Linked DNA regions of Sus scrofa: regions 1 and 3 are each linked to region 2. Evidence: chromatin contacts called from public Hi-C and promoter capture Hi-C data. All regions are on one chromosome and are shown on one strand. Each heading gives the region's core, a stretch centred on a gene start, on an enhancer-like site or on the middle of the called end of the contact. The rest is flanking DNA. Distances are from core to core; before and after follow the strand shown.

The links. Promoter capture Hi-C pulls out the DNA fragments that hold promoters and counts their contacts. Hi-C and Micro-C count contacts between places; a contact is called where the count stands out from the background.
Region 1: a contact with region 2 is called in a promoter capture Hi-C map of liver, with 10 times the contacts expected there. The contact joins the promoter of FBXO36 here to the enhancer-like site in region 2. A contact is called at or near these places in 2 of 5 promoter capture datasets (fetal liver and liver), 5 of 47 Hi-C or Micro-C datasets (alveolar macrophages, embryonic fibroblasts, liver and 1 more) and 2 of 2 datasets of contacts at active chromatin or transcription factors (alveolar macrophages and skeletal muscle).
Region 3: a Hi-C map of liver shows a contact between it and region 2, with 1.7 times the contacts expected there. The contact joins two enhancer-like sites. A contact is called at or near these places in 4 of 47 Hi-C or Micro-C datasets (liver, psoas muscle and skeletal muscle).

Annotation. Positions count from the first base shown.
Region 1 is chr15:130,938,605-130,941,751 of Sscrofa11.1, forward strand. FBXO36 (F-box only protein 36) reads left to right here and starts at 1,261. Exons shown (of 4, transcript XM_021075100.1): 1 at 1,261-1,594. The coding sequence starts at 1,499. TRIP12 (E3 ubiquitin-protein ligase TRIP12) reads right to left here and starts at 1,893. Exons shown (of 42, transcript XM_021075059.1): 1 at 1,870-1,893.
Region 2 is chr15:130,796,474-130,799,597 of Sscrofa11.1, forward strand. The region is part of intron 34 of TRIP12 (E3 ubiquitin-protein ligase TRIP12); the gene reads right to left. Among named protein-coding and RNA genes, the nearest start is that of DNER, 44 kb to the left of the region's middle. Within about 2 kb of position 1,413, at least 6 of the 83 cell types and tissues checked have an H3K27ac peak or open chromatin away from gene starts, as enhancers often do. A contact at or near this core is called in alveolar macrophages, fetal liver and liver, where this site is marked.
Region 3 is chr15:130,961,365-130,964,527 of Sscrofa11.1, forward strand. All of the region lies in intron 1 of FBXO36 (F-box only protein 36), which reads left to right. Among named protein-coding and RNA genes, the nearest start is that of TRIP12, 22 kb to the left of the region's middle. Within about 2 kb of position 1,382, at least 4 of the 83 cell types and tissues checked have an H3K27ac peak or open chromatin away from gene starts, as enhancers often do. A contact at or near this core is called in liver, where this site is marked.

The DNA.
Region 1 (3,147 bases), core at 11-2,510, 140 kb after region 2:
CCTCCCTCCCACGGGTCCGAACCCCCTCCCCCCAACTTCCACGCCGATCTACTTAGAAGGATGCTCTGCTCCTCTCGGCCAAGTTTCTCGGCCTCTTTCATGCCCCCTCTGCATGCCACTCCCGGCGTCATCGTCCCCCAGCCTCAACTTCTCACGGCTGAAACTGCCCAGGGCAGACCCCGTCTCCAGCCTCGCCCGCCCTCAACCGTCCCCCTTGGCAGGAAACCCCTTACTGCGGTCTAAAGTCACTCCGGCCTCTCCCTCCTCTGACCCTCGCTTCCCACAACTGTTGTCACTCGAGCTGCTCCCTAGTTTCCATTTCCGGGCCGTCCCTGGCCCTGGAGCCTCCCCTCTCCCGGTTTCCGGGCCCCCCATCCCATTTCCGGGGAACCCTTGCCGTCTTCACACCCCCCACCTGCACTTCCGGCCCCCCACTTTCTCTCTTCCTAGACGCCCTCCAAGCTCCAAAGCCCACTTCCGGCCCCCCCGACCCCCGCCGGGTTCCCCAAGACCCGCACGCCTTACCCGGGTTCCGTAAAGGGCCCTCCTCATTGCGGGGGTCCGGAGGGGGGGACCCAGCGACCCTCCGCTCCCGCCCGGCCCGGGTCCCTCCAGCCGCGGTCTCCCTCGAGCGCCTATCCCGCAACCCCCGGCCCGGTCCTTCCGCGGCCCCGCTGCCGCCGCCGCCGCCGCCGGGAACAGGCCGAGCGGGGGCCGAATTGCGGCGATGACACAAGCGGGCTTCCTGGGACTTTCTGTTCCAGATCCCACCCCCCCACCGCCGCCCCCCAACCCCTCAGCACAGCCCCCTCCCCCCAGGCCTGGCCCCGTTGCTCGGAACTGCGCCCCAATTACCTAGTTGGGCCCCAAAGTCTCCGGTCCGGACTCGGTGGCGCGGCTGTAACTTCCACTCGCTGCCCCCACCCCCCCCCAGCGGCGGCGGCGGCGGCGGCGGCGGCTCCTCGGGTCCCTTCAATTATCAGCTGAGCCGCAGCACCGCGCCCGGCGTGCGCCTCCGCCCGCGCCGCCTCCCTCCCCGCCCGTTCCAACACCCTCCGGGAACTACTTTATCCCTCGGCTCCAGCTGACGGGCTCCTCCGCGGGACAGGCCCCGGGGCCTACTCGCCGCTCATCACATCGCCCCTCCCTCCCCCACCGCCCGGCTCCACTTCCCCAGTGGCCTGCGATCTCCTCCCGATCCCTTCGAGGGACCAGGAAGGGGAATGTGAAGCTTCGCTTGGTATCCCTCCGCCGGGGTCACCCCTCCCCGCGGTGGTAGCAGGAACTAATTCCCCTTCGGGTCACCCGGGACCTAAAGGTGGAAATCTCACGACTTAGGGTTCCCTGTCACCCTTGGAATAGGGGTCAAGCACCCCAAGTTAGAAACACCTCGCCAGCTCAAAAGTAGGGTTCGATTTAAACCAGGGCTCTGGCCCCTTGACCTCAGCCAGGCCCCGCCCCTTCCTGGTTGTCTTAGCGACGGCGGTGGCGTCCCAAGATGGCGTCGTGGCTGCCGGAGACTCTGTTCGAAATTGTAGGACAAGGCCCGGCGCCAAGCAAAGACTATTACCAGTTGCTGATCACCCGGTCCCAGGCAAGTGCAAGCCGCGGTTTACCCTCTCTCCTAACTCTCTGCCCGCCCCAGAGGAGCCTGGAACGCGAGCCGCGCTAGGCCGAGAGCGACTGTGGCCAGCCGGAAGCGCCAGGTCCCAGCTCCGAGCCGGGAGATCACCCTCCTCACCGCGGCCTCCCCTGCAGGCCCGGCGGCCAGCGTGTCCCTTCCCAGCCCCAGCCCGCCTCGTACCCGGCGAGCCTTCTTCGCCTCCTCACAGCGCCGCCCGCTCCCTTCCTGCCACCTGGGGTTCCTACCTGCAGAGTTCCCTCCGCGCGAAACGGAAAGCAGGCGTCCCCGGCTTGCGTGCAGCCTCACCTCAGCGTGGGAAGAAGGGAAAGAAAGACTCATCCAAGTGTCCCAAGGAGGAGCCGGCAGGGGAGGGGAGAATGGGAAGATCTCTTTTCCAGGGTAGGATTTAATTCTGGGGAATCTCATTAAATCTTACTGTGGTGTTTACCTGTTACCAAGGCCGCATCAAAACTTGCTTATTTCTCGTAGGAATTAATCGAGCGCTTTACCCTTACCTTTTTTGGAGCCCCTTCTATCCCATTGAAAGTGTGCGGGGGGTGGTACAAAAATGTTTCAGCTGCTCTGCGCGTCAGCCCCACCCATAATGACATCTGCTCCACAACAATAAGACCGGGGATTATGTTATCGCTAAAGTAACCATCGACCTATTTTTATGACTACTTTAGGTATTTAAGGTGGGCTTTGTGGATGATTTATTGTGCCCATGAAATGATCACATTGAGCTGGGCCTCCACGGGGAACTCGTTTCTGATTCCTCCCTGAACTTACACCTGTCACCGAGATATTCGTGCACCTTGCACTCGAATAGATGGCATTCCTGTAAAATTAAATTTGGAACTTTGTAGATATGTTTTGGTGTATGTACTGAATATTTCACCAGTTTTTCCAAGAGCCCGTAAATAAAATAGACAATGAATTTTTATAGCCTCAGAAGCATCTTTTAAAATAGACAGATTTTATTTTTATATCTGATTTGTAAATATTACAAGCATGATAACATTATAAGCATAATAGCCTGTCAAACTTAAATATTTAATTAACCGCTTTTTAAGAAAATTTTGCCCATTGAATTGGAATATCTTAAATGCCAAAATTTACCTTTTTTGGACATTTTAGGATGGCTGTTTTCTTTTGCTTTAAGATGTATGATCTTAGCAGTTCTGCACTTCTAGCGTGACTGATTGAAAGCAAGAGTTTACATATTCCGACTTTATTTTCTATTTTATCTACCTGAAGTAAGTTAAAATGTTCTAATTTGTATTTTACAGCCTTTTCCCCAACTTGTCTTTAAAAATGGTTTTGTGTATTTCTTTTTCTTGAGGGTCTGGTGTTAGAAGTGTACTGTACTCTAGTGTTGTAAGCCTCAACAAGTTGAGTACTTCTTTACATTTTTATTTTGGAAAATTAACCATAGGAGTCCTCCTGGTATCAGTTTTCCTTCCCCAAGAATGTTTCTGTTGTTGATGTTCTTCAGACTTTGCTCCCTAGTCTAACTTGGGCTC
Region 2 (3,124 bases), core at 163-2,662:
TTTCTCGTTCTCTGTTGGGCGAACTGCTGCCCTAAAACCCACTCGAGTGTCCTCTCCTCAGGAGCAGCCACTTCCTCTGCCCAAACAGTGACTCTGCTCCTTCTCTAGGACTTACATTTTACAGCACCTGGGCACACAGCGGCCACTCAACAGAGGCTGGTTGACTACAACACAAAAAAAGGAAGGTCTGAACACACACCGGCAAGCACAGGGCTGACTCAGCCCCAGAGAGAGTGCCAGGGCTTCTTCAGACCCATGGTGCCCTGGAATCGCCAGAGGCTTTTACCACAGGGCATGTGAGCGGGTGGGCACGTCTGGAAAATTCTCATTTGCTAGGTCTGGTTTACAGCCTGGGCACTGGTGGTTTTAAACAAGCTCCAAAGACGACGGACAGCACAGCCCTGCAGCAAACCCCTCCTCCGCGAGGCACGTGACCCTGGGCAGTGCTCACAACCTGGTCATGCCTTCAAGTTCTGCCAATCACACCGTAAATTAGACCCGCAGCTCACGACCTGTTAATACCATAGCGTATCAGCTTCATCGAACCTCTGCCCCGTCAGGAAGGCTGTGTTTCATGCCACTTGGTGGTTACGTGCAAGTAACAGGCATTACTTCGCCATTATCAGTTACCCTTAAAAAAAAAAAAAAAAAAAAAGGCACCCCCTCGAGCTTAAAAGATTAGGCGTCATCTAGCAAATGGTTAACTGTCACTTTCCCGACAGTGACCTGTTTGGACCTGGTGACGCTTTCCTGACCCAGCTCGGCGTCTGCTGGAATCCCACAGCTGGCACTGGCACTGGCGCTGGCACAGCCTGCGGAGCCATCCGCGGCCCTTCTCTTCCTTCTGCCCCACCTGACAACCCGCTGTTAAACACCGTGAGCCCGCCCCCTCCAAGTACCTTCTGAAGTGCTCACGGCAGCATCTCTGTCGGCCCAGGGCGGGGGGCCTCTCTGCAGGCGCGTTCTCCCCGCCTCACGGCCTCCCCGTCCTCACACCACTCCTCCACCCCCTCCTGGGCTCCCCGACAGGAGCGAGGGCCCAAGTTCTCGGCTCGGCCCGCATGTCCAGGAGACCCACGGGATCCTGACTCCCGCTTCTAGCCCTGTCACCCTTCAACAGGCCGGGAATTCTGCCCCAGGGCTTTTGCTTCTCTTTTCTTTGGCTAAGAGAGAGTCTTTGCCCCAGATAATAAGGACTGTTGCTTACACCACCCTATCCCCTTCCCCAGCAGGCTCTTTTTATTTGGCTTTAGTTTTCTTCAGCACACATCGTAACACATACACGTACCTGAGTGCGTGCGTGCGTGCGTGTGTGTGTGTGTGTGTGTGTGTGTATCAGCCTCCCCAAAGCTCCATGACAGGGAAGACTTTTTTGTTCTCCACTGAGCACTGGAGGAAGCAAAGAAAAAACTGCAGTAACACCTGGTGTCCACCAGATGGTGCTCTAAAGCCAGTTAAGCCTGTCTCCTTTCGGCATACCTACCCCAGGCTAAGGAGAAGTCATAGATCAGATCAACCTGTTCCCCCCACCCCCTTTCATCCAAATACTTATTTCTGAAGGTAAAACAGACTTAACATAAAATATTAACTGGCACTGGATACACTTTTATCACAGCAAGTCTTTGAGGGCAGAGGGACCAGCACACACCTGCTCTGGGAAGTCACCCCTGCCCCGGGCTGGCCAGCAACCCTGTAGGTCAACTTGATTTTTTCAGGGATCTTTATTCTACCCAGCTCACTCCACTGAAAAGATAGGTTCACTTGTTTTTAAAGGAATGCAGGGGTACAAAATGCACCACCTCCAAGTGTTTTTTTGTTTTTGTTTTTTTGGCATGCAGATTATTCCCAGCTGAAAAAAAGCCAAGGCCTGTAAGACTCAGAAAAAACTTACTCCTGGAGTTCCCGTTGTGGCGCAGTGGTTAACGAATCCGACTAGGAACCATGAGGTTGCAGGTTCGATCCCTGCCCTTGCTCAGTGGGTTAAGGATCCGGCGTTGCCGTGAGCTGTGGTGTAGGTTGCAGACGTGGCTTGGATCCCATGTTGCTATGGCTCTGGCGTAGGCCGGCAGCTACAGCTCCGATTCAACCCCTAGCCTGGGAACCTCCATATGCCGCGGGAGCGGCCCAAAAAATGGCAAAAAGACAAAAAAAAAAAAAAAAAAAGAAAAAAAGAAAAAACTTACTCCTAACTGCCTAAAAGCACTGAGAGAAAGCGGCTGTTCCTGGAACAGAGCTATCTGGGGGAAAACAGGGCCTAGAGATCAGAGTCCACCCTGTGTCCCACTCTCTCTGCCTGGCCCCGCAAATACCTATTTACCGATCATCTGCTCTTCCGTCCCCATGAGAACTGCCTTTCTCCCCTGGAAGTCCCAAACCGCTACCCCAACATCGTCTTTTGTCTTGGGCTGAGGATGGTATTTAAGAGGAGGGCTCTGGCTATTTTGGAGACTTGCTAGGTCTCTGATTTTTTCCTGTTAAGCTGTCTCATGTCAATTTCATTCTTAGACCAGCCAGAAGAACCTAGAAGGGAGAGGAAAACGTCTCCCTCCCTGACAGGAAGAAAAAGCATTAAAGCTCTAGAAACAAAAACACCGAAAAATGAAAAAGTTTGATAACTTGTCTTATTTGAAACTTTTTCTTATTTGAAAGTTTTTTCTTTCAAAAGCTAGTAACACTTACATAATAGAAAATACTGTGTGACAGATAATGTTGTGCTTTGGCCCAATTAGGCATTCTAACAACAGAAATGAGGGAGTGTACACTTATTGCGCCCTTTGCTGGCACAGCACTGAGTTTACATAAGATGCCCAACTTCACACAGCGAGCAGGTGGCAGCACCAGGCTCCAGAGTCCATGCTCCTAACCGTTCAGCATCCTGGAGGCTGGATCATTTGCAGCCCGAACCCTGGGGCTTGCCTGGGTGGTTCTCTGAGCCCAGAGGCTGCTTAGCCTTCCCTGGGAATCACGTATGGAGGCCATTCAGTCCTGACGTCTCTGGACTAGGATTCTTCTCGAGCTAGTTACAAAGTCTTCCTAACAGCAGCACTATATGGTTGAATATATATGGTTGAATACAGCTCACTATATGGTTGATTCTGGTTTACAACCTGAGGCCCTAAGCATA
Region 3 (3,163 bases), core at 132-2,631, 160 kb after region 2:
ACTGTTCTATTTTAGATGAGGAGTAGTGAGCAATTTTAGCCAAGCCATAAACTGGGGGGAGGGAGAAGGGTGGGAGGAATTGTTGAGACGGGGCAGAGAGGGGACAGGAGGACAGCCGTGTGGTCCAGGAGAGTTTGTAAACGGTAACCCGTACTATTAATTTGGCGTAGTAGTTACACATATGGATTCTCTGGAGTTCCCTGGTGGCCTCTTGGTTAAGGATCTGGCAGTTGTCACTGCTATGGCAGTTCAGTCCCTGGCCCAGGAATTTCCACATGTTGTGGACATGGCCAATAAATAAATAAATAAACAAAAACAAACAAATAAATAACGAACACGAACACATGGATTCTATAAGCAGACTCCACCGTTTTGTAGTGGTTGAACTGTGGGCAAGTCACTACCTCCTGCCTCAGCTTGTTCAACTGAAAAATGGGTCTTAATGACACCCCAAAGACGGAGAAGCAAGCTAAGGATGGGCCACTCTCCCTTCTGAGAAGGACCACATTCTGTCTATGGAATGTGTATCTCTCTAAATAAACTGAGGTGAAACTTGCTTTCACCTTAAAAAGAAAAAAAAAAAAAAAAAGAAGGAAACAAGGACAACAAAAGCAGCTGTGTTAAGGGCTATATGTACTTATCGCTATTATTATTATTGATGAGGTTTTGATTGGAAGTGGAGAGATTTAGTAGTAGAACAGTACTCATTACTTTTTAAGTCAATGAAAAAGGAGTTCTGGGAGTTCCTCCCGTCATGGCTCAGTAGAAACTAATCTGACTAGCATCCCTGAGGACACAGGTTCAATCCCTGCCCCTGCTCAGTAAATTGGGGATCTGGTGTTGCCGTGAGCTGTGGTGTAGGTCACAGATGAGACTTGGGTCCCTCGTTGCTGTGGCTGTGGTGTAGGCCTCGGCTTCAGGTTCGATTCTACACCTACCCTGGGAATCTCCATATGCCACGGGAGTGGCCCAAAGAAATAGCAAACAGACAAAAAAAAAAAAAAAAAAAAAAAAGGATCCAGAGTTGCTATGGCTGTGGTGTAGTCTGGCAGCTGTAGCTTCAATTCGACCCCTGGCCTGGGAACTGCCATATGTCACAGGTGCAGCCCTTAAGAAAAAAAATCAATTAATCATCATCACCATTATTTTTTATTAAAAAATGCCTGTATGCCTTTTTTTGGTCCAATTGTAAATAAATATACCATTGTCCTATTAAAGAAAAAAAAAGAGAGAGAAAGAAAGAAAAAAAATCAAAACACCACAAAACAAGGTTCTATATGGATCAGTTGAAAATATGAGCAGAGGCTCGTAGGAACCTGCCCTGTGTTTCCTCCAGGGCAGTAATCAGTGATTTGGTATTTGCTAATTCATTGTTGCCAGGGACTTTGTAGAGCCTAACAACTGTGAACGACAGAATCAGCTGCACACACACACACACACACACACACACACTCACTCTCTCTCTTCAGAATATTTGGTGTTCCATTGCACTCACAGGATAGTGATCTACACAATCTGGTCCCATTTCTTACTTAAATTGTCTCCTAATACTCTTGGCCACAACGTCCCTCTTCCAACCAAATTGCCAATTTTTTTTTCTGCCCTCCTGCCTCCTTCCACCTCTGCTGGGGTCCAATCCCCAGGACAGGCGCTTGACCGAGGCCTGGCCAATCATTAACCCGCCTGCCTCCAGGACAGGTGTGGATAGTGACACAGACTGGACCAATACACTCATTCTCTTGGGATTGTTCACCCCCAATCACAGAAGGCTCGTTTCTCCTTCCTCTGAGAATCCACAGACTGGATGTCGTAGGCTTAGACTTTCTGGCCGCCAGGTCCCCCACATCTGCAGTGGAAGATAATGAGGCCAACAACAGCGAGAGATAGAAAGAAAGAAAAAGAGCTGCTAATCTGGTGCTGTCATTTTGCACCCCTGGATCGTGTCATGCCGGAGGCCAGCCACACCACTGTCTTTGCAAGTCATATAACCCAACGCAATTGCATTCTTACTTAAACGACTCAGGATTGAGTTTCTGTCTCTTGAGTGTCTTGAGACCAGCAGTCATGAATAATACACCCAGGCCTTTCTGATCTAGCTGGGCTGTGCTCTTAGATTCTGCTCTAAGTCACGCTTTTCTCTCCAACTTGAATTTCTTGGTGTGCAAGAGCGAGTGTACCTGGATTCCCTTCAATATATCCTCTCTAAACCTTAAGATATTTCCATTCAAGATTATTTTGTTTTGTTTTGTTTGCTTTGTTTTTTTTTAGGGCCACACCTGCAGCCTATGGAAGTTCCCAACCTAGGGGTCGAATCAGAGCTGCAGCTTCCAGCCTATACCCCAGCTCATGGTAACACTGGATCCCTAACCCAGTGAGCAGGGCCAGGGATCAAACCCGCATCCTCATGGATACTAGTCGGGTTCATTATGGCTGAGCCACAACAGGAACTCCTCAAGACTATTATTGTTTGGGGGAGAGAGTAAAAGAGGAAACAAGGAATTGAGAAGATGAAAAGGAAGTGAAAGAGGAGTAGAAATTTTGCAGTGCAGGGTGGGAGTAGGGAGGCAGAGGAAGGTAGCCGAGGGCTTAGAACTGCCACGATGCAGGTGGGTGTGGCCAGGCGTCAGTGCGCTAAGGTGTCTGTGAGCTAAGCCTTTGCAACCTTATTTATGGAGGTTATTTACCTATCCTCAGGACACAGCCTCTCTGCAATTCGTGCAGCACGGCCTCGGTCCTTCTGTCTTGGCTTACGCTACCCCTCCACCTGAAACACCGTTTTCCCCATTGTGCTTAGTTATCCATCCTATTCTCAGGTCTCCTGTCTTCTCTGCCAGGAATCCCTTAACCTGGCCTTTTTCAGGAATTAGTTTGAGAAAAGAGCTTGAGAGATAATGTCAAATGTAGGTTACCCTCCAGTTTTCCATTTTAAGCATCCACATGATTCTGGATAGTGGCAGCCAGCAGCATGGAGCCCTCAAAGCCAAAATAAATGAACATTTGAATAAGCAACCAGACGCGAAGAAAACCTCTCTTGACGTGACTGCCAACAAGGCAACATCAATTTCTCAGCATCTTATTGAGACTGATGGGAGAAAGAAAATTTCTTTTCTAGCAAGCAAGGGATGGTGAGTGGAAATTAGCCTTTATGAACATAAGCTATGTA